2 separate regions of the Mus musculus genome follow, and region 2 is linked to region 1. The links are chromatin contacts, called in public promoter capture Hi-C maps. All regions are on one chromosome and are shown on one strand. Each heading gives the region's core, a stretch centred on a gene start, on an enhancer-like site or on the middle of the called end of the contact. The rest is flanking DNA. Distances are from core to core; before and after follow the strand shown.

Evidence for each region. Promoter capture Hi-C pulls out the DNA fragments that hold promoters and counts their contacts.
Region 2: a promoter capture Hi-C map of the 3T3-L1 cell line shows a contact between it and region 1, with 5 times the contacts expected there. The contact joins two enhancer-like sites. A contact is called at or near these places in 3 of 39 promoter capture datasets (the 3T3-L1 cell line and 3T3-L1-derived adipocytes), 6 of 484 Hi-C or Micro-C datasets (CD4 T cells, adipose-derived mesenchymal stem cells, cranial neural crest and 1 more), 1 of 115 datasets of contacts at active chromatin or transcription factors (craniofacial prominence) and 1 of 9 other capture datasets (pancreatic islet).

The regions. Positions count from the first base shown.
Region 1 is chr12:33,960,120-33,966,051 of GRCm38.p6, reverse strand. No RefSeq gene overlaps it. Among named protein-coding and RNA genes, the nearest start is that of Twist1, 5.4 kb to the right of the region's middle. Within about 2 kb of position 3,416, at least 15 of the 459 cell types and tissues checked have an H3K27ac peak or open chromatin away from gene starts, as enhancers often do.
Region 2 is chr12:34,153,064-34,159,459 of GRCm38.p6, reverse strand. The region is part of intron 24 of Hdac9 (histone deacetylase 9); the gene reads left to right. Among named protein-coding and RNA genes, the nearest start is that of Gm51984, 59 kb to the left of the region's middle. Within about 2 kb of position 3,924, at least 12 of the 459 cell types and tissues checked have an H3K27ac peak or open chromatin away from gene starts, as enhancers often do.

The DNA of each region.
Region 1 (5,932 bases), core at 2,167-4,666:
TATGAGATGTGTTTTAAATTTCACTCAGTCTGCAGAGAAAGAAGGAAGAGGAAGGATTCTTCTCCATCCTGGGTCTCTTTTCTGTGCTACAATACTCAGAAGTTTTAAAAGGTGTGTGTTGATGGGGAGTGGCAAGAGAAGTCAGGGGTGGAATGAAGCAGGAGGCTAACAGAAATCTGTTCAAAGTACAAATGGGATTTACAAGAACATTTTAAAGAATACTGTCAGGGAAGGCAGGACTCTGCCCCCAGGAGTGGATTGCCAGACTGTCTCAGAGCTGTACCCACAGGACTCTAAGGGATCTCGTCTCACTGCTAAATCTGCAGTGGGGAAATGGTTTCCACAAAAGTCCCCAGCCCTTTAAGTTACAGAGTAAAACAGGAGAGGAGGAGGGAGGGAGGGAGGGAGGGAGGGAGAGAGAGAGAGAGAGAGAGAGAGAGAGAGAGAGAGAGAGAGAGGGAGAGAGAGGTTGTATGGTGGTATGTTTTAGAAAATGAAGACCTGGAAGTCCCCCAAAGAAATCTTTATATTGGTGGGGGGTCAAGGGGGGTTCAATCTAATGTTTCCTTGAAGAGCAAGCAAATCCAAGGGGGGGGGGAGGATCTGTTTACAGGGTCAGAATCCAAGATGTTTAGGGGCTATAACCAGATAAGAATATATGCACCCCAAAGCAGTGCACCCTGGTGACATGGTTTAGATAGGATTCAGAAGGTACTGAGACTAAATGCTATGAAAGGACCTGCCTGTTTATCTGGTTATGGGTATTGAAAATTTTGGTTACCCGTTAATGGCATCTCTTTGAATTCTCACTCTCTCAGCTTGGAGGAAATTCTAAGAACAAGATAAACCCTAAAATTGGATTTAATGTTGTGGAAGAAAATTTTACTCTAACTCCTTAAGTTTTTGTTAAAACATAAAGCCCTACAGAAAGCTATATAATAAATAAGCCAGATGCAGTATAAATGATTTAGGGATGTGTTGCAGTTACCAAAAAAAAAAAAAAAAAAAAAAAAAAAAAAAGAGGCATAGCACAGTTACCTTACATTTTTACTGTATAGACAGCAAACATTTAAACTCTTGCTGTGTGTTGAGATCCTGGCATGGCCACACATTAGTATTAACAAGGCCTTCCATGATCATCCCTCTTAAACTCAGAAAAGGGAATCTTATTCATTTCCCAAACTGGGTAACTGTTAATTCATTTAAATTGTGTTTATAGGCCAAGCTTCCATCTCCTGTGGAGGAACAGGTATCTTATGTGCACAAGTCTTTTGAAAGAACAAATCCCTTTTCAATCAAAGCAGTCTCTTGCCTTGGTGAAAGCCTCTCCCCAAGGATGCAAGGATCTCCAGAGCAATGGTTCCCAGCCCCAGGAGGGAAGATCACATGCTCATCTTTCAGCCCATCCAAGCATCTTGGAGCTTTAGAGTCTGTCAAGCCTCCTGCTCGCTTATCACTCTCTACCCCTTCAAATAGGCAATTGATTAGTTTCAGCTTTTCCAAACCGAGACCAGATACTTTGCTCAGGATCAAATGCAAAGAAGAAGGGAGAGAAACTTGGGAGGTGGGGAAAGGGACATGAGGAAGGAAAACAGGCAAGCTGAGGAGAAACAAAGGCCTGGCTGGGCAGGGAAGAATCGGGGATTTCAGGAAGAGGCAGTTAAGATGGACCTTCACTTCCTATGAGTGAGTATTTAAGAGAGAAGATAGATATTAAAAAAAAAAAAAAAAAAAAAAAAAAAAAAAAAAAAAAAAAAAAAAAAAAAACAAAGGTTGTTGATTTATGCCTGGATTTCCCTGCAAGCCTTCCTTGTGCTTAAGGGCGTGGCTCCACTTGCGACTTTCACATCTGTTCTCTTCACGTGACATTTCATAAAAGCTTTAACATCTGGGCAAGATAAACTTCCTCAAGTACCTGCCCGACCTTTCACTTGTCACACCCGCTTCCCCAGCCAGTCCCTTCTACCTCTGCCTTGGGCCTTAGGGGCCATTTCCTTGCTATTCTTTGTTCTAGTCCCTCATTGCTCCAGCCCTCAAGTCAAAACTCCTGAAAAAAATTAAAAAAACGCCCCCCTCCCAGTGATAACCTTTGCTAAACCCAATTTCCTCAGCACACCCATAGATCTCCCACCTGGAGGACCACTCTACAGGTAGATAAAACGGCAATTGCCTTGCCCTACGGAAAAGTCATTTTTCGATTCGGGCTCCAGACCAAAACCAAAACAACAAAACAAAACCTGCCTGGGAAACAACACTCACACTCACACTCACACACAACTCGTGTCAGCTCACATCTCACTCCTCTTCACCTTCTTCGGTACAACCGGAAAGAGGGTGGGTGATGTTGGTGTCCTTTCGCGGTGCCTTCCCTCTATCTGGTAGACCCTTAGGCTGCCTGTTTTACATAAATGTAATTTCACTCGTTCCGCTCCCAATCTCCCCTCCCCACCCCCACCCCCACCCCCAAGAAAGCTGCCTTCTGGAAGGAATGTTTTCAGCACTGCCTTTTCCTTTAATAGTCTGAAGTTTTGTTCCTTTGGCCTCAGCCTAAGTCACATGTTGCAAAAAAACGACAACACCAGTTTGGTAAGAGGGAAAAGAAGAAACAGAACATAGTCCACATAAACAATAAAGAAGCCACTGACGGCCTTTACTGCAGCAAACCCAAATGATCTTGTTGCAGGGCGCCCACGAAATCCCCACTGTAATTGACTGTTTTCCTTGAGGTTTTCTGACCATGTGCTTTTTTGCTATTCTGCTATGATTCTGGTACAAGAAGATGCTTGTAGACGATGCTCACATCCCGACCTTTCCTGAGGCTTAATTTGCTGGCCTTTATCAAGGGAGAGAAAATGAAGCAGTTCGGCGTATGGCAGTGATTGTAACTTGCCCCACCTTCCAGCGACCTGCCATAGGCTCCTTTTTACTTTATAGACATCTGGGAATTCCATATATGCCTCAAACTCCAATTACACACCTTCTTCAAAGGATGCGTGCTTTGATTTGCTAAGAACATTAAGCGGGGGTTGCGTCTTGGGGCCTGGAAACAAAAGAGAATGGAAACCGCACCCAGTACTAGGCTTAGTAGGTCTGTCTTTTGCTGCCCACTGAACACTGAACAGAAAATCAATCCTATTTGTATTTTCGATAGTCGCTTTCCAAGGACTAGTCGGGGAAATAATGGGGTTGTCGCTGTTAAAAATAAGGAAGAAGAATCTTCCATTGTGCTGGAGCGCTTCTACTTTCACTGCTGCTAGGGGTGGGGCACTCTTTATGACACATTAACAGAAATTTCTGGAAAAGTGGCCCCTGGGGATTCCCTTCCCGACCCCCACTTTGTCACTAATGCCGGCCTGTCTTTGGAAATTTGATGTTGGGTCTTTGCCTGTGTCTGTATCTGTTTCCCCGTGCTACCGCTGACACTTGGCGCAGCGGCCTCGAGCAGCGGCCAGAGGCCCAGAGTGGTGGGTCCGTGCCATCCACAGAGAGCAGCGACATTGACACTTTCTCAACAAGGTTGGCCAGATTGCCACCCACACTGGGTAGCCTCAGTTGGTGCCCCTCTGGTGCACCCTATGCAGGTGAGACCCTCCTTCCCCACGGAGTTCTGTTTGGGTTTCCGTGGCGTTTGTTCCCCCCGCAGTTTTGTTTGTTTTTCTTCAAATTACAGATGCAGGGAAAACCGCCTGACATCATGAGAGCGGGACAAATGCTCACTTTGAAGGATTCCTGGGCAGGACTTCAAGTGAAATCATATGCCTGAGAAGAACTTGATACTGGTCTAGAGAAAATAACTAGTTCTGACTTTGCCAAACTATGGAATGTGCAAAATGCTCTACTTTTTTGCAAGAGGCCAAGTGTCCCTTAAAAAGCTCCCTTAGAGACCAAAGACCCCAGGGGCAGGAAGCCGGTGCCAGTCTTGAAAGTGGGAAGAAAGTACACAGGTTGTGAGTTTCTATTTGAGGTTATTTTATTAATGTGTGACACTTTGGGTAAGGGGTCTCCAACGGTGCCTCAATTATCTATACATTGCTTAATGTGTACACAGGCGCGCACACACACATACATACACACACACACACACACACACACACACACACAATGTGTGTGCCTGAGCACACTTAATGCTATAGTCGAAGGTTTATCAATTGGAGAAAATTATAAACAAGACAAAACAACTATTTCCAGAGTAAAAATAAATTCAATTCTTACATGGAAGATCACTTAGCATAATTCTTCCTCTTAGCCACAGCATTGTGGTTGGGAGACAAAAGACAGGAGTCGAAGCACTTTACTTGATGTTATTTAGCATCTCTGTGATAAACGGGTAATTTAGCCAAGTATATTTTAAACAAAGGTAACTATCATCAAAATAATGAAATGAGAGTAACCAGAGAGGTGAACAAACAGGTCATTTCTACTATGAAGAGTAGAGCATTTTTCATTGCATTAGAGGAGGTGAGAGTAAAGAAATAACTTTGCAAGCTTACACTCTTGAAGATTATATTCTAGGAAGCAATTTCCGCCACAAAGTTGCCTCACTTAAATAAAACTACTCAAGAGCTTTTCAAAAAAAGTCTATTTTTATGAAATTCCGGGAGAAAATATTCTGCCCTTTTCCTATTACTGTCAGTATGGGATCGCCTATCCCCGGTTTTCTTTCATAAAAAGAAAAAAAAGTGGAAATAAAGAGACGAATGTGAGCTACTCTTTCCTTAAGGGTCCAGCATTAGGATAGCATTTACCTTCTCAGCCACGATGGGACTTCCCTCTTGGTGAACTTCAAGACATCTGAAATATCAAATAGTCAGACCAGGCTAGTGAGCATGGATGCTTCCCCAAGAACATCTGGAAAATGGGCACAATGGGACAGCTCTTGCAAGAGGAAATTGTCATCTTGGCATCTCCCTCATCCTTTTAGGACTCTTTACAGTTTTATCTTACACACATACAATCCACAACCACCACGGATGCACCACACACAATCAATTGCCCTTTCTTTTTCACTATAAGGTTAAATGATTAGCAAAAATTTAAAAACAGAATAGCAAAACAAACCCAGTAACTCACTAAGCTTTCACTAATATTTTACTATAACTGGAGGCTCCTTATTGTAAAATGTGGCCTAAAAATATTCACAACAATTATCTTACAATGGTGTCATGGCAACATTTGGTACTGTTGTGTGAAGAGTGAAAGAAAAACCTTCAGGTAATAAAATAATCTCCAGTTATGTAAATGCAATTTACCTGGAGATGCAGGCTTATCTAAGTGATTGTGTGCATTAGGCACCTCAATCATTTCCAGCCTGGAAAACCCCTGTTTGTATGTGAATGTATTAACATGGTCAAAAAATTAAGGACTAAACCGATTTTTAAAAATCACTAGTTTAATGGTTAAAAACAAAGACAAAAACTATGCTTTTGTCCCAGAAATATCCTGACAGAAATAAAACCCAGCACCATCTGTCCTTGTTTTACGGAGCTTCAGGTGTGTGTGTGTGTGTGTGTGTGTGTGTGTGTGTTTGTGTGTGTGTACATGGTCCTAACTAGAGGCTGAATTAAGAATTATACTCGCTCCTGAAATTACAAGGGATACCAAAAATTTGGTTATTTATTTTACCCCACAGATGTATATTCTGTATGTATATTTTAGGAGAACGATTTCCATAGAGTTAACATTAATAGAGCAAATGTTTTTTCTTTTTTAACCAATATGACGGTGGCTATCATTCATTCACTCAAGAAGTAAGCAATCACACAACTGTCTCTTGATGATTTAAGTTTTCTACATAGATAAAGTATATATACATATATAATGTATGTATTGTTTTCATTAGCACATTGGCATTTCTCAGAAATGGAAATGAAGGAAAAGACAAAAATCCATAGTGACAAGGAAATAAAACTGGTATCACATTGCTTATTTCAGT
Region 2 (6,396 bases), core at 2,675-5,174, 190 kb before region 1:
GGGACAAGAATGGAAGTACCCAGATCTCCAATTACCTAACCTAGATATTATCTTACTGAAAATGTGCCCAGAAATCTACGGAGCCACAGTACAAAGCCCAGCAGTTAGCGCTTGAGAAAATTGAGCACTCATGTGCTCTGGGACTGTCCTGTCGCCCTCCCTGGGTCTCAGTGTCAAAAGAGTGGGTATCCCTGAGGCCACTCACAGCAGTTCCTATGTGCAGAACTCACCAGATATTTGTCACTGTCACCTCCGCCAAAACTAATTGTTAATGTGGAAACCGGCGAACACGCCTACCAATGTTTTACCCACTCTAAGCGTAAGCAACAGAAGCCCAGATACAAGGAGGGAGCCTCCTTGCACAGGAAGAAAGAGGCAAAGTTACAGAGCCACACAAGCTGGCTCAGAGGGCAGAACACTCTTGAGTTTTGCCACACATCGGAACTACCATTCTGATATTTACTCATGCATCGGCGCAGTTTACTTCTGTCAGAACTAGTGGAATTCATGCCCATAGGGAACCTAGAGAAAAACCTGAGAAAATAGGCAGTAAAGTACAGGCCCCCATTTAAATTCATCGATTCCATCTCCCAAACTCATCCTCTACGAGAACATTATTATTAGATTATCCCAGAATAAGTTGTATGGATTCAACTAGAATATAAATTTGTACGTCTCTCAGTATCACTTCTCTGTGTGTCGAATTTTTCAACATAGATGTATTTCTTGTGTAGAGCAGCCATAATTCTAATAAAGCGAAATAGAAAGGCCTGGGATAAGAGCCATAAAGTTCGCAAGGTTTGCTTTATTACAAGGCTTGCATTTGTAGCATAGCTAGTAGTATGATCTATACTAAAATGTCACCATGTTTTCTGTGTCCGCTTTGGTGGACACTCTCAGCAGAGCACAATACTTCTTTTCCAAGCTGTGTTATTGTGCCACTGATGACCCATGTCTGAGCCCCTTCCCCAACATACAGCTTAATAATATTATTTTCCTATAGCAGCATGCACTGCCCACTTCTTACAACAATGGGCCTCTTTCCCCCATCCACCCCAGGCTGACATCTTTTGTTCTCACTTTATTATGCTCCAGCCTGATGAGGCTTGCTCTATCTCTCAGCAGAGCATATGGGCACAGTCTACCCAGGGAACAGCTCTTAGCCAGGGCCCTTTCTCCTGACTCTCTTCTCTGCTGAGATACATCATTAGCTATCTTTTTAGACAAGGTCTCGCTGTGTATCTCTGGCTGATCTAGAATTCCCTATATAAATCAGGTGGCACACGCCTTTAATCCCAGCACTTGGGAGGCAGAGGCAGGCAGATTTCTGAGTTTTGAGGCCAGTCTGGTCTACAGAGTGAGTTCCAGGACAGCCAGCCAGGGCTACACAGAGAAACCGTGTCTCGAAAATGAAAAAAAAAAATCAGGTTGGTCTTAAACTAATTAATTATTACTTTCTTCTAATTTAATTTACTTATTTAGAGGGTAGGTTTGGTCTTTTGAGACAAGGTTTTTTATGTAGTCTTGGCTGTCCTAGAACTAGCTCTGCAGACTGGGTTGGACTCAAACTCAGAGATTTGCTTACCTCTGCCCCCAAAGCACTGGGATTAAAGGCATGCACCACCACTGCCCAGCATTAATTAATTTCTTAATGCAGGCAGACTCCACTGAGTCTTTCTTTAGGACTTATTTCTGATGTCTTTCCAATTGTGTCAGCTTAGACAAAGTATTTGGACTTTTAGTTAGCCTTAATCACTTGAATTCCCTTACTCCCAAATGAAATTATCTATTACATAGAGTTGTGAAGATTAGAAAAGATTAAGACTAACCAGTCTGGAAAGGTATCATTTAGCACTCACACAACAACCGTCCGCCACCATTAAACAGTCCCAATACTTTCATGAGCCTCGAGAATGCTTTAGACCCAGATCATAACAAGTTTAAGCATGAATAGCATACCACTCTTCTGCACTGGAGTTACCTATGTCTAGGCTAGTGTGTTGTTGTGGTTTGTTTGTTTGTATGTTTACTGTGCTGGGAAGAGATCCCAGAGCATTTTAGAGGCTAAGTAACCACTCCATCATATCAGTCTAATCTCAGATTTTTAAAGAGACATTATTTTGAGAGATGGATTTACTCAGTTGATCAGGTTAGCTTTGCACTCGATATGTAGCCCAAGTGGATTCAATCTTGCAGTTCTGTTGCTTCAAGCATGTATGTAGCATGAATTATAGACATGGCCTATCATACTGATCAGGTTTGTGTCTTGATAGCAACCTGTTGGCCTATTTTAAAATGCTAAAGTTAGAAGCCAATGCTTTGTATATGCTGAGCAAAAGTCCTACCCGTGACCAACTAACTTCTCAAACCACAACTGTGGATCTGTTAAATGTGTCAGAATAACTTACAGGTCAGCTGAGAAATAATTAGCCACTATTGACCAAAGCCCGAACTACCTGAGTTTGCAGTTCTGAAGTCTTTATCTGTTCACAGCACAGGTCTCTCACAATTTTGCATAAGAGAGAATCAGTCTAGCTAGACCAGCACATGTAAATACTGAAGGCTAGTGATAACCCCTCGATACAACATACTTCTTCATTTGATAAACACGACCATAGACATGTCAAAGGAAAGCAGCCACTTTTGACTGCTCAGGATAGAAACAAGGAATAAAAGAGAGGGGATATGTTGTTGAGCCAGGGATTATGCTATAGCCAGCATAATTCATGGTCTTTTCCAGCATGGCCTTCTGAAACTAAAAGGAAAGATGTTTACTGGAGTCTTTCAAAGAGATTTTGTGTGTCCACGCATGCATACATATATGTATTTCTCTCTGGCAGCACTGTCATGTGATTTTAAGTGCAGCTGAAAGAGAAAGATGAAAGCATTGGTGGGGGAAGTGACAGACAGGCAAAGATTCTGCAGCACAGACAGTCAGGACCAGGTAACAGCGCGGGATTTATTGTGCTTCTCGACCTCCTTCCAACCCTGACCTTGTGGTATTTCGATGAGTCTCTCTGATCTGTCTTTCACAGTGCATACTTGTAATATCCAGTGGTCCCTTTAGACTCTATTATCTCAGGTTCAAAGTAGGTTGCAAGCTCTGTTCACTTATTTGCAGTTTCCTGAGTCTACTATAAACAGCTTTCGGAGGAGATTTTTAGTCAAAAATATTCCCCATCCCCATAGTACCATCCATCGTGTACTGTATTCTCCTTTTTGCTCTAGTGCAATTATCTAAATAAGGCACATATAAGAGTCCCTAAAACCATATCATTGCCCAAGTAGCCAACAGAAGGAATCTTTTATTAAATGGAGCTAATTTCACCAAAGTGCCTAAAGAAAATGGGAGTGTCTGCTACTTGGGGCTGTTCCAGGAAGGTCGTCTGCTTTTAAAAGCTGCGTTTCATTAAGGATCTGTGATGGTCACTGGAACTTTGCCTGTTGTTTTACTCAGTAGTCTCTGGGGGACTATTTGGCACTAGGGTGCAAAATGAGCTCAGCAATTAGGGAAAGACACCACTGCAGGCACTAGAGTAAATCACTGCGGCAGCCGACTTCACAGAGTAAGTACCAGGCCAATGTAATAGCTCAAGGATGCTGGGGAGTCTGGCTTCTCTTCTTTCCAGTGCATTCTGGTCCGGCTCCTGCTGTCATAGCCTCAAGGGGTGCTTTCAGGTATTTGGCAAGTAGAAGGTCAATTTCAACCAACTTTTCAGGCCAACAGAATCGATCACCAAATGTTTAGAACAGTCATCCCCTGAAAGTAGAAAACTTGCACACTAGCTATGTCTGTTTGTTTAATCTGGCCCTAGAGATGCCTACACACAAAACAAACACTGGAATTGTGACAAGTTAGCAGGGTCTGGGTGGTGGAAGCACTTCCTCTGGGGTATGTGGATTCTTCCAGGGATCTGTTTGATGACTTTGATGTAGTGAAGGGAGGACATGAAGAGTAACTCTTTACCTTCACCCACTTCTATAATCCTTACCTCAGACCCTCCTAGGTTGAATAACTCATTTTACTCCTAGGAGTGGTAGAAAACAATTAGAGAAAATTATCATCTTTCAGACCTACGTCTGTGTGTCTCCTGGCCTCAGCTAGGAGAGGCCAATCACAGCAAGTTCAAGGCCAGCCTCCCCATGGCAGAGCGAGTTGCGGTAATCCAAACTCAGAAAACAAAAAGAAATGAAAAAGAAAGGAACCTCGGTGAGCATGCACTGTGGTGTTAAGGACTAAGAAACAGCAGAGAGTGTTCTTTCCAGTCTTCCTTCAGGCACCAAGAATCTGACTGTTTAAAGAACCCTATCTGGTCATCTTCAAATGGAAATGGAAGTGTTCGGCTCACTAATACAGCTCTGCAAAATTCTCCCTCTAGAGTAGCAAGAGACACAAGACTGGTAATAAATGCTTACAATGTAGAATAAAATCAATCACTCCTACTTATTCTTTGTAACAAGATCGTCAGATAAGCAGCTTTGCTGTGACACCCCATTTCCAGAGCAGGAAACAAAAGCATAAAAACAGCCAGAGCTATGAACAGCTGGGGTTTGCAACTGGAATGTATTTCCTATTTATGCTCATATGACAAACTGATCTCTCTCTCTCTCTCTCTCTCTCTCTCTCTCTCTCTCTCTCTCTCTCTCTTTCTCTCTCTCTCTCTGACATTTCCACTGGTATTTCTTCTGTCCCAGAGTGACGTCTTGTATATAGAAAGCATAAATTTCTCTCCCCCTTGAGGAAGCTAGACCCTGACTTGCAAAACTGTACAGAAGTAACTTGGTCCTTGAATACCAGTTTGCTCCCATCATCATCTCTCTCACAGGGACTTGGTTAACGAAGGGCACACAGTACAGGTAAATGAGAGTGACCACACCAACAGAAATCCACACTGGGCTTAGTGGTGCAGGGGTATCATATAGTTAAACTGCTTGAGAGACTCGGACACAAGGACTGTTTCAGCCACAGCATGCGTGAGTTCAAGATCAACAACTGAAGTGAGATTGTTCCAAAGCTTTAAAATGTAATACGAAGGCTCAGTAGTCAAGTGCTTACTGACCACGAGAGGTCATTGATTTAATCCCCATGTTGGGGGCTGGGGTGTTCAGAGGATGTAGAAGGCAAAGGAAGGTGGATCATATTCTGAGCTGCTCATACAAGGCTATGAAAATCTGCATAGGATGGTTGATAAGACCTGGCTTGTGAATTTAAATATGGGGTGCTAATCAGAAGCTGCTTGCTCTGCTATTCATAGCTTCCCTTTGCCTACGTAGGGGTCATCAGATGGCTGAATTTAAGAAGCTTGTTTACTCCAGACCCTCATTGTTTTTAAATGCCATTATTCTTCTCCTGTCTCCAGACTGTAGTCAGTTATTGCTCCTCCTATCTACTTCTTCTCATTTCGTTTTATTCTGAAGTTGAGTGTTGAATGCGTACACAGAGTTTCAAGTGGGTAAAAAGATTGAGAAAACAAAATTATCTTTTTTGTTATCTATGTGATTCAGGTAGTGACAGCAGAAAGTCACCACACTTGCAACTTTGGTGCCCAGCAACTGTGTCCTTGGCTTTCCTTTCACTTAGATGGTGAAGGCGGTGGAAAGCAGAGATAATGCTGCAAACAGTGGACAGATAACTGCTCACTGCAGGGACACAGCTTGTAGAGCTTCACAGTTATCCTTTGCAAAATGGGCTGGCTTTAGGATAGTGATTTAACTGAAAACTCTGCTTTCTTCCTCATAATTATCATGAGTTTGATGATGTTTGAGTGAGTGAATCAAGCCAGAAAGAAAAATAAAGATGAGTAAGTCTTCTCTCACAGACATACATTGCACACCTCCTGTATGCCCGGTGAACTGGTAGATTTGGAGTAACATCATTCTAAAAATAAAAACTAGTAAGCTGTGCTCTCATACAGTTTATATTTAGATTATTTATGTGGTACTCATGTGTCCATTTAAATTAAAACTTAAATTATTTCAAAGACTTGGTAGTCATGTAAAGATATCTACTACCACATTAGAAATCACAGATGCAGAACATTTTGCCTTATTGGAGAACGGCCTTTTGGAGGAGTCTGGTAACTAAAATCTAAACAGAATGAAAAAATACAGTTTAATAAAAGTTGTTGTTCAGCTAACAAAGACTAAGGCGAGAATACAGTCTAGTTATATTAAAGAAGTGAGAATCATGATTTTCTAAGGGGTGATCAGAGATGGCTCCATTTACAGATGGCATTCGCATGCAAAGCTGAAGAGGATGAGACAAGAAGATAGAACCATCATCGAGAGGAGTCGTTAGACTTAGAAAGGCAAGAACAGAGAGCCAGGGAACAGGAGCAAGCATGAGGTGGGGTGACAGAGAGTGTTGAGAGGAGGGTACACTTAGGTTTATTGTGA